Regions from separate parts of the Mus musculus genome. Here region 1 is linked to region 2. The links are chromatin contacts, called in public HiChIP or PLAC-seq maps. All regions are on one chromosome and are shown on one strand. Each heading gives the region's core, a stretch centred on a gene start, on an enhancer-like site or on the middle of the called end of the contact. The rest is flanking DNA. Distances are from core to core; before and after follow the strand shown. Region 1 has its middle 30 kb from the start of Cpz. Region 2 holds the start of E130018O15Rik (RIKEN cDNA E130018O15 gene).

Region 1 (6,623 bases), core at 2,748-5,247, 110 kb after region 2:
AGAACACCCCCATTTCACCAATCACATGAAGAGAAACATCTATGTAGGTAGAGTTGCCACAACTCCAAGCATTTACACCAATGAGCAAATGAGCTTAAGAGAGAATTTCTTTATCTAATAGCAAGCACCCCCCAACTCAGGGCAAGTAGCAGGCTAGAAACTGACCTACCTAACAGAGTTTGTTCTTTGTCTCCAGGCACGGGTCAGAATGTCTCCCACCCTCCCAGGTGAGCTTGACAGGACCAGTTGCTCAGCATGAGAGAGAGAGAGAGAGTCTGTGAAGGCCCAGAGCGAGACTCCAAATTGCCCTTGATATCAAGCTGCGGAGCCTTGTTGAGACAAATGGGGGGTGAGAAAATTACAACACTCTATCAGCAGGATCTCAAAAGCAGACCAGAGCAGGCAAGATGGCTCAGCAGGTAAAGGGGCTTGCTGCCAAGCCTAAGGACCTGAGTTCAATCCCCAGAACCCACATGATTGAAGACTCAATTCCCACGAGTTGTCATCCTACCTCCACACACAATGCTGCATTCTCCCTTCCCAACATACACAGTGAATAAATAAATAAATGTAATTTTAAAAGAAATAAAAGCAGATTAAACTTCACAGACTGAAAATCTAATCAGCACAATAGCAACAGCAAAGTCAAAACAGCCAGAGATAAATCTCAAGACAGTCCCCGTGGGAAGGGCCTGGGGAACATGGCAGGCACCAGGAGACCCCAATAAACCCGGGAAGCAAGGCTCCTGAGAGCTAAGATGCCTGTCCTCTTCAGATTGATAGATGGCTCCCTCCACATTCACTACACAGCACATCCCTGCAGCTTGACCGTTAATAAGATGAGTCCTAAGCTGGGATGTGGCTCAGGGATGGAGAGACTGCCCAGCCCACCAAAACCTCAGCTCAGCACCAGGACCAGGTAAAGTTTAACAGTGATTGCAACATGTCAGAGAGGAACAGACACCCTTGAAGGCACATTGGGATGGCTGGCAATGACAAGTGGACCTCCCCGCTGTGCATGGCCTCTGGGACGCTCAGGAGAGGGCAGAGGCTGAGTGATGTGGTCACAAGCCAATGAACAACACTGAGTGATGCGGTCACAAGCCAATGAACGTAAGCATCTGTGAGAAGCTGCAAGAGAGCAGGAGTGGCTCCAGGCTACCCTCGCAGTGCACAGGGTATCAAGGCCCTAGGACGGGGTGCCTCTCCAAGTAGCAGCCTTTTGACATCCTGTGCCTTAGTTTCTTCATCCTTACCCAGCCCCTTGCTGCTGCCTCGGGCATCTGAGTGTGGCCCTGCTATCAAGGACTTCATCTAGCGAGCACATCCAGCTCTTCCCTGGCTGCCAGGATCCTGAGCCCCTGTTGTGATCCTCCTGGGGTAGGAATGGTAGAGGGTTGACCCTGTGGGTGAAATTGACCCTGGACTGGTTAGCATTGATGCCAGGAAGAAGCCGGGATGGTCTGCTAGCACATGGAGCTTTCGAGTTGATTCACCGCATGCTACAGAGTACTGTCTGTCAGACAAAGATCTGCCTCCGAGACCCCAAGTATCTCAAACCCAACCTCACAAGGAAGGAGATGCAAGACACCATCACACCTGCCAGAACTCCTGGTCCTTAGGCAGCTGGGGACACCTCTGCCTGGTCTGCAGGTTCCAGCTTGTCCCCCCTCAACCCTCCCCGAGGGGCTCAGGCTGCTTTCCCAAGACATAGTCTACCCAGCAGACGTGGGTCCTGCTAATACCGCCTTCCAATAAATCTTTCCCACGCCCATAAATCTCTCCTCGTAAATGTTTATTATAAGAGAGCAGGGAGACTCCTGGGTGAACCTCGTGTCTTCAGTCCATCGATCACTTTGGCTAGAGTTGGTTGCGTACTTACTCAGCAGAAGGCCTGACGGGAGCGAGAGGTGAGGATCCGCACTAGGTTAAAGAGGGCCTGTGTGCAAGTGTGAGTAAGACAAGCTGCTGCTTCCAAACGCTATGTCTACACTGGAGGCGTGAACATCAATCAGTCTGCATAGAAAACTCATGGAATCTGGCTAGAAGTGTTGGCCCACTGGGCTGTGAAGAATGTATAGAAGTTTGTTAAATTACTGATTTAGGAAGGAAACAAATGAGCAAAGACAGGAGATGACATGACTTCTCCGACAAGTTCCCATGGCTGCTGCCACACATAGGCTCAAACGACACAGATGCAGTTTCTGTAGTTCTGACCAGAGATCTGAAATGACTGTCACAGAGCTGATAACGAGGAGCTAGCTCCTGATGTAGACTCTGGAGGCATCTACTCCGGCCTTCTTCTCTACCAAGGCTGCTGATTTCTGATGGCTTGTGACTGCATTACTCAGCACCCGCCCTCTCCATAGTGCCCCAGAGGCCATGTATGAAGAAGGGAGAAGACGCAACTATCATTGCCAGCTATGTCCCATGCTTTACAGGGGCTCACACCTCACTATGCTGTCCAAGAGGGAGACAGAAGGAGGCTGACTGCAGAAGTGGGAGAGCCCTGCTCCTCCTCACCCCCAGGCTCTGTCTGGACAGTCCCACCCCCACCCCCACCCTCACCCCCAGATGCCCTTGCAGGAAAAGAACCAGGCACTTCTCTGGCCCTGTCTCCTGGGAGCAGCCTCTTTCCCCCAGCTTCTTAGCTTGGAGTCCCTGATCTGCGAGAGCAGAATCTGCTTCGCATTTGGTCTCTATGAGAGGGGTCAGAAGCAGAGGGCCGTTCTGGTCAGTGGGCAGGAGGTATTTGCTCAGCCCCACAGGCAGATGCTTTGATGTTTCCGGGTAGGCATGAGGGCAGGCTCCAGCAGGGCAGAGACCCCAGGCCAGGATTCTGAGCATGGCCCTTAGAGTGGATAGCCAGCTGTGAAGCATGCCTCTTGCCCTCACCAGCCTCGCCAGGCCAGACTCCATGACTACCATATACAGGCAGAGCCTGGCCCATCTCCTGGGCCCCATGATCTCACCCTGGCCCTGCCCCTGGATCCTCATACCCCTCCTTTACTGAGGAGTCCGCCGGAGAAGCGGGAAGACACCAGTGCATGGGGCCCTGCAGGACAGAGTCCAGCCCCTGGCCAGGGTAAGCTGATATGGATAGACTCATCTCTGCCTCTGCTTCAGCCTCTGCTATGTGGAGGAGCAGAAGGGGCTGGGCAGTGAAGAATACAGAATGTGATTCTCCTGTGCCTACTGCATCTGTGAGGCTGGTGAGCAGCCTGGGAAGACACAAGAGGTGCAGTTTCTTGGGTTTCCTGGACCAGGAGATGCTTTCTTCCTTCTCAGTACCTCTCAAGTGACAATGTACACCAGACATTGACAAGATGGGCAAGGAGCCATGTGTCACAGGAACACACTTCCTTGTCCTCCTTCCTCACCTCCTGCCCTAGACTCCCTGCAGACCAGGGAAGGCTGGCATTGCACACCCAATGCCATCCGCATTGGCATGCCCCTGCCTCTTTCCCACTGTTTCCTAGGAGTAGCTTGAGCAAAGCAGCAGACACAGAACAAAGCTGGTCCAGGAAGATGGCACCAGTGCCCCATGCTTCTACGACTGAGGCTCCAGCTGTAGCCCAGGCCATGTAGCAAAGTCAGACCTTCCCATGGCTTTAGCACACCTATGCTGCTGCCCTTCTCCACTGGCTTCCTGGATGAGAAACAGAACCCCAAGGCTTGGCCATGTCCTTGGACATAGACCCAACCTGGGGCCAGCACGTGTCCTGATGTGTGACTACACTGTAGTAAGAACTGAAGCCCATCAAATCTTAACAGCTCATGCCAAAACACCCTGGGGAGGGCACCTGTTCAGAAGTGTAGCCCAGGGGATCCTAGTCCTCCTGGCCTGCTACTCAACCCCTTGCACTCACCCCATCCCCTCCCTGAGGCCACAGCAGGTTGGAGGCTGGAGATGCTGGGCCAGGGCAGCTCGGGCCAAGGGGAGGGGTTTGCTGATGTTGATGGATTCAGGCAGCCGAGAGTGGCAGCTGCTTTCGTGGCCTTTCCTGAGTAATGAGTCTAGTTGATTCTCTGCCCCCTGTTCCCTGCCCCCACACAGCCAGGGACCTGCTGGGAGAGGCTCAGCCAGCCCTCTGTGGGCCAGTCTGGGCTGCAGACCTTATCCCTCTGAACCTTTTCTCACACCTCAAGAGCAGACCTCTGACCTGCCAGAGACTGGGACGTAGCCCTCCGGGCTCTGTTTATCTTGCACATTAATTCTGCAGCATGGGCTTGACCCTGAGACCCTGGCCTGGTTGGAGCATCTACAACCGCAGGCTTTGTATGCACAGAGGCTGGGCTTCGGGCTCAGGCCTCCCTTTTCTCTGTCCACACTATCTCCTTGGATCAGCAAGTACAATACACTCGTACTTCTCCTCCGTAGGCAAGCCTATGGAGCCCCAGCTGGAAGGAGCGGTGTCAGGCTTAGGATAGAACATGAGAATAAGCAACACGTGGACACAAAGCTCTGTCGCCAGCTACACCCACCCATCCATGAGCCACATCTCCTATCCATAGCCTAGGACCACATTCCCAGCCCGTCCTCAGCCGCCACCCAGGTCCCAGCACACATTCTGAGGCAAACACAGGGCAAATAGTAGACACACACTAAATATTTGCCAAAAACAGTGGTGAGGCACTACTAGCCCCCTCCACCTCTTCCCTGCCCAAAATGGGGGCATCATCTTCCTCTTGGTGATGAAGGCCCACTTCCTGCATGCAGCAACTGGGCTACATCACCATCCCTCTGTGTGAGGCCCAGTCCTCTCTCAAGCCTATGTGGGGCTCTGACTGGTGTGCTTGCGTGTTTTCCTGACCCTGACTTTTATCGTGTCTTTCTGTTCAGATAACTATTCATTCTATCTGGCTTTGCCGTATTGTCCCTGTGAGCTAGCTCAAGCCACTGGAAATGCAGGCTCAGGCACCCCTAAAAGCTAATGAGTTCCTAGACCCCTTTAAGGATAAACATGGGGTAAGTGATAAAGAAACAAGGCGGTGAAGTTGTCCCACTTTGGCCCCAGGATGCCCCTTTCTGCCAGTGGGTGACATCAGAATCCACCTGCCATAGCCAAGGATGCTTCTGGGGTCTCATAAACTAGAAGCCATCACAGCACTTATCAGATTTGAGGCACCTAAGGTATGCCAGGCCCTCAAGTAACCTCACCTAAGTACTGCTTCCCAGGGGGCACCTGAGGGGCAAAGGGCTCACTCTGTAGTGTACAAGAAAGGAGAATGGGTTTAGGAGCCTTCACATCCAGGGAGCATCCCCCCCACCCCCACCCCCCCAGTCTGTTCTGTGCAAGCTGTCTGCTCAGTAGGTTGGAGGGCAGAGTCCCTCCAGCCTCAGAGGCCAAGTGCCAGCAGTTCAATGGTGTGAGCGTAATCTGTTTGCTTTGCGATTCTCTCTACTCAGTGGAGACAAATTGACTTAACTGTGGAGAGGGGCTGCTGCTGAGAGGCGGCTGGCCCCTCGGGAACAGCTTTGCGGGGGTTCACAACAGTGGTCCTAGCAGGCCACAGCCAGGCTGCTGAGACCCTCTCCTGCAGCGGTGGCGTCATCTTAGGTCTCCCTGAGCATTTACCATCAGGAACCTGGTGATGCCGTCCTCAGAATGAGGAAGATGGGCTACAGTCTTGAGCAGTGGCTTCCCTGCTATGCCATGAAGAAGCAGGGTTACGAGGAAGACACATCGGTCACCAAACAACATCAGAAGACCAGAAAACAAACAAGCAAACAAAAAAACCTCCTTCTTAGTTTTGACCGCAAGGACAGCACAGGACAGCCATCCCCACCTGTGAATATGTAGCTTTTAGCTACACCTCTGTCACCTGGTGAATGTTACATGCAGAGGGTAATTTTTGTGGTGACAAATGAGTCCTGGAAAACAGAAGTTCCTGCCATTAAAAAAGAAGTTGGCTGGGCTTGGTGGTGCACACATTTAATCCCAAAACTTGGGAGGCAGAGGCAAGTGGATCTCTGTGAGTTTGAGGCCAGCCTCTAGAGTGAGTTCCAGGACAGCCAGGGCTACACAGAGAAACCCTGTCTCAGTCTCCCATTCCAAAAGAAAGGAGAAGAAGGAGGAGGAGAAAGAGAAGGAGGAGGAGGAGGAAGAAGAAGAGGAGGAGGAAGAAGAGGAGGAAGAAGAAGAAGGAGGAGGGGAAGGGAGGGCAGGGGAGGGGAGGGCAGGGGAGGGGAGGGGAGGGGAGGGGAGGGGAGGGGAGGGGAGGGGCCCTGTAAAGGCCCCACGCTGGAGATCCCTGCTCCCCTCTGTGGGTCACATTTGTGAGTCCTGGGGCTGGAGTTTCAGTCCATTTTTCTGAGGACAGATCCCACTCCATCAAGGTCCATGGGCAGGGTGGTCTTCAGGGGAGCCTCTTAGGAGCTCTGCCCATGTCCCAGTATGGGGTCCTCTGACCCTCACCTCCCCCACAGGAGTAAAGTGGCTGACAGAAGCCCACTGTTCCTGTAGAAGGCCTGCCCCAAGCTGGAGAAAGCATCCTGTGTCCATTTCCTGTCTCAGGGTTTCTCCTCAGCTACAGCCCAGGAGGACAAAGAAGGAAACATGTGAGATGCCCACCCGTAGGAGTGGAAAGCAGAGAGCAGTGGCCTGCCTAGGACTGGAAAC
Region 2 (6,993 bases), core at 1,851-4,350:
AGGCAAACAAAGTGAAACACCACAGTGTTTGCGTTTACCAGCCTGGGTATGAGGACATGTGATAGTCGGCTCTCTTTACATACAGATGCCCCATCCTCAGATTCAACCAACCAACAGCCAAAGCTATTTTTAAATGGATTTTATTCTTATCATCAGAAAGAGGCAAGTTCAAAGGAAAACTTGCATCTATCCCATGTCGGGCACAGATCCGTTGGCCATGACTCCCTAAATGCTGCAAAACAGCCACCTCACAGCAGCCACATCTTAGTAGGTCTATCAGCAGTCTAGAGTCATTTGAAGCACGCAGTCAAATGCTACTATGTTTTTTCTTTAAGCAGCAACTGGATGTGGTAGTGAAAGCTTCAAGTGCAGGCACTGAGAAGGTGGGGATGGGAGCACTGTCTAGAACACAAGGCTAGCCTGAGCTAACTGGACACCTGCAGGTTTTGACATCTGAGGGGATCCTGGGTCCAATCCCCTCACACCCGTAGCAGTAATTGCCTTTGAAAATAAGTTGGGGAAGTGCACATGGAGTGTTTTGTCAATCAAAACCCAAGAGTAGGCAGACACTTGGGTCATATAGGGGGTGGTGTGAGAAGAAACAGGGTCAGGCGAGGGATGAAGGAGGCAAAATATAGTAATTTAAAAAAAACATGTAAAATAGGCATTTTGTCAAGTTTTTCCAAATGAAAGGCTTGTTGGTGAAAAGGTCTGAAGTGGTCCTGCAGCTGGCCACTCGGATCCTCTTGCCGCCCTAGATCCAATCGCGCAGATTTAGGGGACATTTGTGAAGTACAGCCTCTGGACCAGGCAGACTCTGCTAAGGCCTGGCAGGTTTCCTGACAGATCTCAGTACACAGGATAGGTGAGACAGAAACAAGGCAGCAGGATAAAGTGGGGAGAGATGCCACAGCCTGCACAGCTACTGTGTGTGAACATGGATGGGCATGGCTTGGAAGGGGACAGTCCTCCAGCCCCAGAACTCTGTGGAGGAATATAGAGGGCTCTGGCAAGGCAGCACCAGAAGTTGCTGCTTGGGTTAGTGCTTGGCAGCCTTACTTCCTCAGCCAAATTGGCCTTGAATTGGGACAAACCAGCCTATACGCTGGGCAGCATCAGTGCTAAAACTCTGGCAGCAAGGAAGGATTCAAGCAGTACCTCTCTGCTCTCCTCCGTGTAGGCTGAGCTTGGGGCCCCCAGGACCTGGGTGAGCACCCACAGGGCTAACTTGGGAGTTCCTGACACATACACACCCTGCTCCTGAGTGGTACCACCACTTGTAGTCCGTAGGATCCAGAGGCCAAGTAGTGTGGCTGTCACCCTCTTTCTAGTGCTCCCAAGCCAGTACCAGGAGATGTGGATGCCCTTTCCCCATTTCTGACCACCATCCCTTGCTGGTCTAGTACTGAGGCGCCACTCTGATGCACGGCTCCAGAGGGAGTGCTGGGTAAGACCAGGCAGGTCTCTCTCTGCCCAATGGAGTATGGGAGCAGCACTTATCCACGGTGTAAGGTGTAACCGGTGTAACCACAAGGGGCCAGGACCAAGGGCCAGGGCCCTAGGGCAGAGGGAATTACAACCCTGGTGCCTAAGAAGCCCAGCCTGGCTCCCCCATCCAGAGAGCAGAGAAATAAAATGGAAGCCACAGCACCCACCCAACAGGCTCCATTTTACAAGCAGGAAGGTACTGTTCACAAGGGGAGCCTGGAACTTGCAGAAGTTGGACGGTTCTCTCCATCACCATTTTTAGTAGGGCTCCTTTCTGGTCTGTTTCTTCATCACTTCAAAAAACAACCCCGAGCCCTGCAGTGATGCCTCATGCCTTTAATCCCAGCACTCAGGAGGCAGGGGCAAAAGGATCTCTGGGCTAACATAGATACCCTAACTCGGAAAAACGAAAAACCATATCAAAACAAAAACAAACCACCACCAACAACAAAACCAACCTGAATTGGCCGGCCCAGGGGTTGTGCCTGATTCCTACAAACAAATATCATTGCTAATTTCTCCCTCCCCGCCCCCACCTCTACCCAGGTCCCTGAGTATGTCTGAGCTGGGACACCCAGGAAGTAACAGCACTTGGGACACTCTGAGTCAAAGTTGGAGACACCCAACTTTGACTCAGAGCCCTCACCTATGAAATGTGGCTGCTTGCCAGCGATTCCTCTTGCCTTGCCCAATATGGCTCCAAAATCAAGTCCTATCGTGCACAAAACCCACTTCCCATCCAGGTTTCTAGCCAGGGTGCAGACCCCAAAGGTTCCTTAGCCTGGCGGCTCATCCATCCTTCTATATCCTCAAGAGCCACTTATAGTGGGAGGGAGGGGAAGCGCTCTCTTTTCACATTAGTTTTTCCCTTTGAAGTATAGGGTGACTCTATTTCCCTCTATTTCTCTTGTTGGGGAGATTAAACAAAGTGGGCTCCGGGCCTGCAGTTGCCTTCTCCTGGACAGTGGGACACACTTCTTTACGCACTGTCTGTGACCCGCACTGAGCAGCTAGATGGGCCTTCCGTGATAACCCGCATCCAGTGAAGCGTTCCGCTCAGTGACTAGGCTGTCCCCCTATTCCTGTTGGAAGTGGATCACAGCTCCGTTGGTCTCAGCGAAGTCTGGGTTACCCTCTGCGGCCTTGCTCCTGAAGCGGGGGAAGAAAATTCACTTTGTGCAGGGCAAGAGAGGCAGAAAGAGGAATTGTTCCTCAAGACCTGCAGTCCCGCACAGTGGCTAGGCACGAAGCTCTTACCAGCCTGAAAGAGAGTGAGAAGGCCGGGCAATGGAGGTGCCAGAGCAAATGTAATCTGTTCCTACCCAGCGTGACACCATGGGGCACCTTCGGGCTTGACTCTCTTTACACACCGAAACTGAGCCCGGGATATGAGAGCATTCCATCGCAGCGCGATGGCACCAAGAGCATATTTCGTTACGCGTAAGAGTTAAAACATGCTGCGTCTCTGCAAACTTGTTTTGGCAGAATCCCCGTTTTAAATTACACGCGAGGTCTTAAAAAAAAAGAAAAAGACTGCGGCCCAGTCGGCAATAGTCCTTACCCGCGCGCAAATACACAGTCACAGGGACTCACGCACAAACCGAGCGTTCTGCGGGTTCCGACACGCTCCCGGAGGGTGAGCAAGGCTCTCCTCGGATGCGATTGGCCAGTCTGGGCTTCACAGCGACCCTGTAGCCAATGGTCGACCTCCCAGCCGAGGCCCCGCCTTCTCCCACTCCCTGGCGCGGGTACCGGGGTGGGGGGCGCCGGAACGCATCTCGCGGGGTCGTACCCCCAGGACCACCGGGTCTCCTGCCCTGGGCCCTGCCACCACCTGCGCGCAGAGTCCGGCCGGGCAGCATCTCCGGCAATGGCTTCTCTCCGGGCTGCAGCGGGTCGTTGGGGCTGAGCCTACGAAACTCGCGCCGCCCCGCCCCCGGCACCGCCCCCTCCCCCTCCCGTGAGGCCAGCCGGGGCGGCGACCTGAACCGCTCGGAGAAACGCGAGGGAGGCTGCTGCGGGAACGGCCGTCCGCGCGCACCCGCTCCCGCCCAGCCCAGCCCGGCACAGAAGCCGACGCCCGCCTCGTGGAGCCCGACGCCCTCACTCCGGGCAGCGGCTCTCCAGGGCCAGGCCGCGCGTGCGCCAGGCGGCCGTTCGCCACTATCCAAACGGGGCCGGGAAGAGCAGCTGCGCCCCAGGCAACCAGGGACCCCCAGGATCCCAGCCTTGCCCGACGGGCCCGCGGCCGCGATGCCGGATGAGCTGACCGAGCCCGGGCGCGCCACACCAGCTCGCGCCTCCTCCTTCCTCATCGAGAACCTGCTAGCAGCCGAGGCCAAGGGCGCGGGGCGCTCAACCCAGGGCGATGGCGTCCGCGAGGAAGAGGAAGAGGACGACGACGACCCCGAGGACGAGGATCCGGAGCAGGCGCGACGACGACTACAGCGGCGGCGACAGCAGCGCGCGGGCAGCGGGCCGGGCGGGGAGGCGAGGGCCCGGGCACTGGGCCTAGGGCCCCGGCCGCCTCCTGGGCCCGGCCCGCCCTTCGCGCTCGGCTGCGGAGGTACAACGCGGTGGTACCCACGGGTGCACGGCGGCTACGGAGGTGGTCTAAGTCCTGACAGTGAGTGAGGTTGCGGGGAAGGGGTGGGCAATGGTCAGGGCTCTGCTCCCTCCCTATGCATTCTTTTGGTGACTTCGGGCTTAGTGAGCTCCTAGTCTTCCTGTGTACTGGGGCCTGGGTGGTATGAGATCCCCTTGGATGGGCAATTGTTGGAGACTGGGGATGGCACTGCATGTAGGAAGCTGCTAAGGCTAGGATCAGGCCCAAGAACACAAAATTCGGAGAGGAGAGTGAAATAGGCCTCGGAAAGATGAGAAGGGGAAAGAGTGTGTTTGGAGAAACATCGAAGGTGAAAGGGAAGTGAAGGAAGAGGAAAGGTGGCAGAGGAGGGGAGGCCGCGGGGGTCAAGCACTAAAATAAAAGGGGCAGAGCTGAGAGACCACAGCTATGGAGGCTGGATGGGAGGCCTTCTTCTATAGCAATTGCAACCCCAAAGTATCCTTTGCCCTCCCTGCTGCGCAGTAAGACCATGGGCTGGGCCTGAGCCTGCGTTGGGTCTTCTCAGGCCCAAAGGCTGAGGCTGGTAGGAGCCCACTCTGAAGGGTCCATCCCACCCCTCTCTTCTTTTCTTGCCCCTCCCCCTCTTTGGCCTTTGTTTCCTGCAGAGGGCTCAGAGAATGGGGGTGGGGGCTTCTCAGTCCCAGAACCCACTTACCCCTCTGGCCTGGACATCCTGACTCTGACTGCCTGTCTCCAGAGGGTCCAGACCTCAACCTCTCTTAGGACCTGCTCATTAGAGAGCAACCCTTGAGACTAGAAGGGTATTTCAACCTTCCTCACCCCAGCCCCTTGAGCCAGCCGGGTCCCTAAACACACAGACTTATATATAACTAAAGGGTGCCCACCCAGGCTCTGTGTATAAGCTTTGGGGTAGGAGGTGGCCTGGGGCCCGTTCTTTTCTATTAGGTACTCACCCCACTCCTGGTATGGAGTAGGACAAGTCTCCCAGCCCAGGTTTGGAATGCCTGCCTTCTTTACATAAGCTTAAACAGGGGTCAGTAGTATCCAGTGAGGAGGCTCTTGCAGGGCGCATTTTATTCTCCCTTTTAGTTGGGCCATCCTCACCTGTAGTCCAATAGTCACCACCACCCCCACCCCCACCCCACCCCGGCCTTTTGCCTTATTTCGTGCCATGCGGGTTAGAGTTCTCTGTTCCTGTTGAGTCAAGCGAGCAGGTGAGTCAGATTAGCACTTTATGGCAACACATGGACAGACCTCCGAGTGTAGGGGCTTTGGGTGTCTTTGTAGGACCTCCCCTATGGTCTGGCTGCATACACACCATCCTGCTAGGCGACATTGCATGGGCACTGAGGGGGATGCTTTCAAGGAAACCAGGCGGAGTTTAGCTGTAAGCACAAGTCCACTGTACTGAGGCATAACCTGGGCCAAAACCCACCTTGACCTCTGATCCATCGGTCAGGCAGAAGGACAGACCAGCCTGAATTGGTTTCATGGACCCAGATGTCTAGAGGAGAAGTGGGAGCCCACGGGAACTTATTTAACCTGGTGACATCCCTTGTACGCCCTGAATCTGGGACTTGGAGCATGAGCCCAAAGGTCCTCTGTGGGCAAGACCCCAAGCGTAGGAGATGGTTGGGGCAGGGTAGGAATGCAGTGATTGGTAGAACAGCCTTACTCCTTGGTCTCTTGGAGCATATTTTGCTGCTGCAGAGGGCCTGCCTCTGAGGGGATCTGGGTCGGGGTTGTGCCAATGTCACCCGGTGGGATTTCTCTGGGGAATGTGCATTTGTTTCTCCTAAGAGTTGTTTCCTTGATGTCTGCTCCACGTGTGTGATGGGGAGGTCTCAGCCCCTGGCGGTTAGGTTGTATGTCAGTCTCTGTGTGTACATAACTTTGAAGGACATCCTTTCTTTTGTCCCGGTCCTCTGCCAGCCTTTTGTGAGTTGGCGGTGGGTTGGGGGCTGAGGTAGAGCTGAGCCAGGGGCAGTCTCAGATGTCAGTTTGTCTTTTGGATTAGCCTTTTTCTTTCGAGAATTTTCTCTGTCCTTCTCTGGGTGTGCGCTGCCACGTGTTTGCTGCGGCCCAGGTCCTGGGCTTCATTTTTGGCCTCTGCTACTTTCCTGCCGGCACCCCAACCCCCTCCCGCCCCCGCAACCCGTACGCGGGGCGTGTTTCCCAGTTTGTAGCGTTTGAGTGAGGAGGATTTGAAGGTGGGAGGAAGCCAGTCTCAGTGACTCCTAAAGGCAGACCCTTAGAACCCGCCACTATGCCCGTTTCTCCCCTGCAGCAAGCGACCGGGACTCTCCGGAGACCGGCGAGGAGATGGGCCGCGCAGAGAGCGCCTGGCCGCGGTGCCCCGGGCCGGGAACCGTTCCGCGGGAGGTGACGACGCAGGGCCCGGCGACCGGCGGGGAGGAGGCGGCGGAGTTGGCCGAGGCTCCAGCGGTGGCGGCGGCGGCGACAGGGGAGGCGCGCGGTGGCCGCAGGAAGAAGACGCGCACGGTCTTCTCGCGCAGCCAGGTCTTCCAGCTCGAGTCCACTTTCGATCTGAAGCGCTACCTGAGCAGCGCAGAGCGCGCGGGCCTCGCCGCCTCGCTGCAGCTCACGGAGACGCAGGTCAAGATCTGGTTTCAGAACCGCCGCAACAAGTGGAAGCGGCAGCTGGCAGCGGAGCTGGAGGCGGCCAGCCTGTCCCCGCCGGGTGCGCAGCGCCTGGTCCGCGTGCCGGTGCTCTACCACGAGAGTCCCCCGGCCGCCGCGGGGCCCGCGCTGCCTTTCCCGCTGGCGCCGCCCGCACCCGCACCGCCGCCGCCGCTGCTTGGTTTCTCGGGCGCGCTTGCTTACCCGCTTGCCGCCTTCCCTGCCGCCGCCTCGGTGCCCTTCCTTCGCGCGCAGATGCCGGGGCTAGTGTGAGCCGG

Evidence for each region. HiChIP or PLAC-seq counts read pairs in DNA pulled down with a chosen protein or histone mark.
Region 1: an H3K4me3 HiChIP or PLAC-seq map of embryonic hindbrain shows a contact between it and region 2, with 4 times the contacts expected there. The contact joins the enhancer-like site here to the promoter of E130018O15Rik in region 2. A contact is called at or near these places in 10 of 39 promoter capture datasets (the C10 cell line, the HPC-7 cell line, cranial neural crest and 6 more), 1 of 15 datasets of contacts at CTCF or cohesin (large pre-B cells), 55 of 484 Hi-C or Micro-C datasets (the AML12 cell line, B cells, the C10 cell line and 37 more), 10 of 115 datasets of contacts at active chromatin or transcription factors (craniofacial prominence, embryonic basal ganglia, embryonic forebrain and 7 more) and 4 of 9 other capture datasets (adipose tissue, embryonic stem cells, liver and 1 more).

Annotation. Positions count from the first base shown.
Region 1 is chr5:35,492,189-35,498,811 of GRCm38.p6, forward strand. No RefSeq gene overlaps it. Among named protein-coding and RNA genes, the nearest start is that of Cpz, 30 kb to the right of the region's middle. Within about 2 kb of position 3,998, at least 7 of the 459 cell types and tissues checked have an H3K27ac peak or open chromatin away from gene starts, as enhancers often do.
Region 2 is chr5:35,385,376-35,392,368 of GRCm38.p6, forward strand. It overlaps E130018O15Rik (RIKEN cDNA E130018O15 gene), which reads right to left and starts at 3,101. Exons shown (of 2, transcript NR_152157.1): 1 at 3,050-3,101. It overlaps Hmx1 (H6 homeobox 1), which reads left to right and starts at 3,486. Exons shown (of 2, transcript NM_010445.4): 1 at 3,486-4,114; 2 at 6,363-6,993. The coding sequence starts at 3,742. The coding sequence ends at 6,988.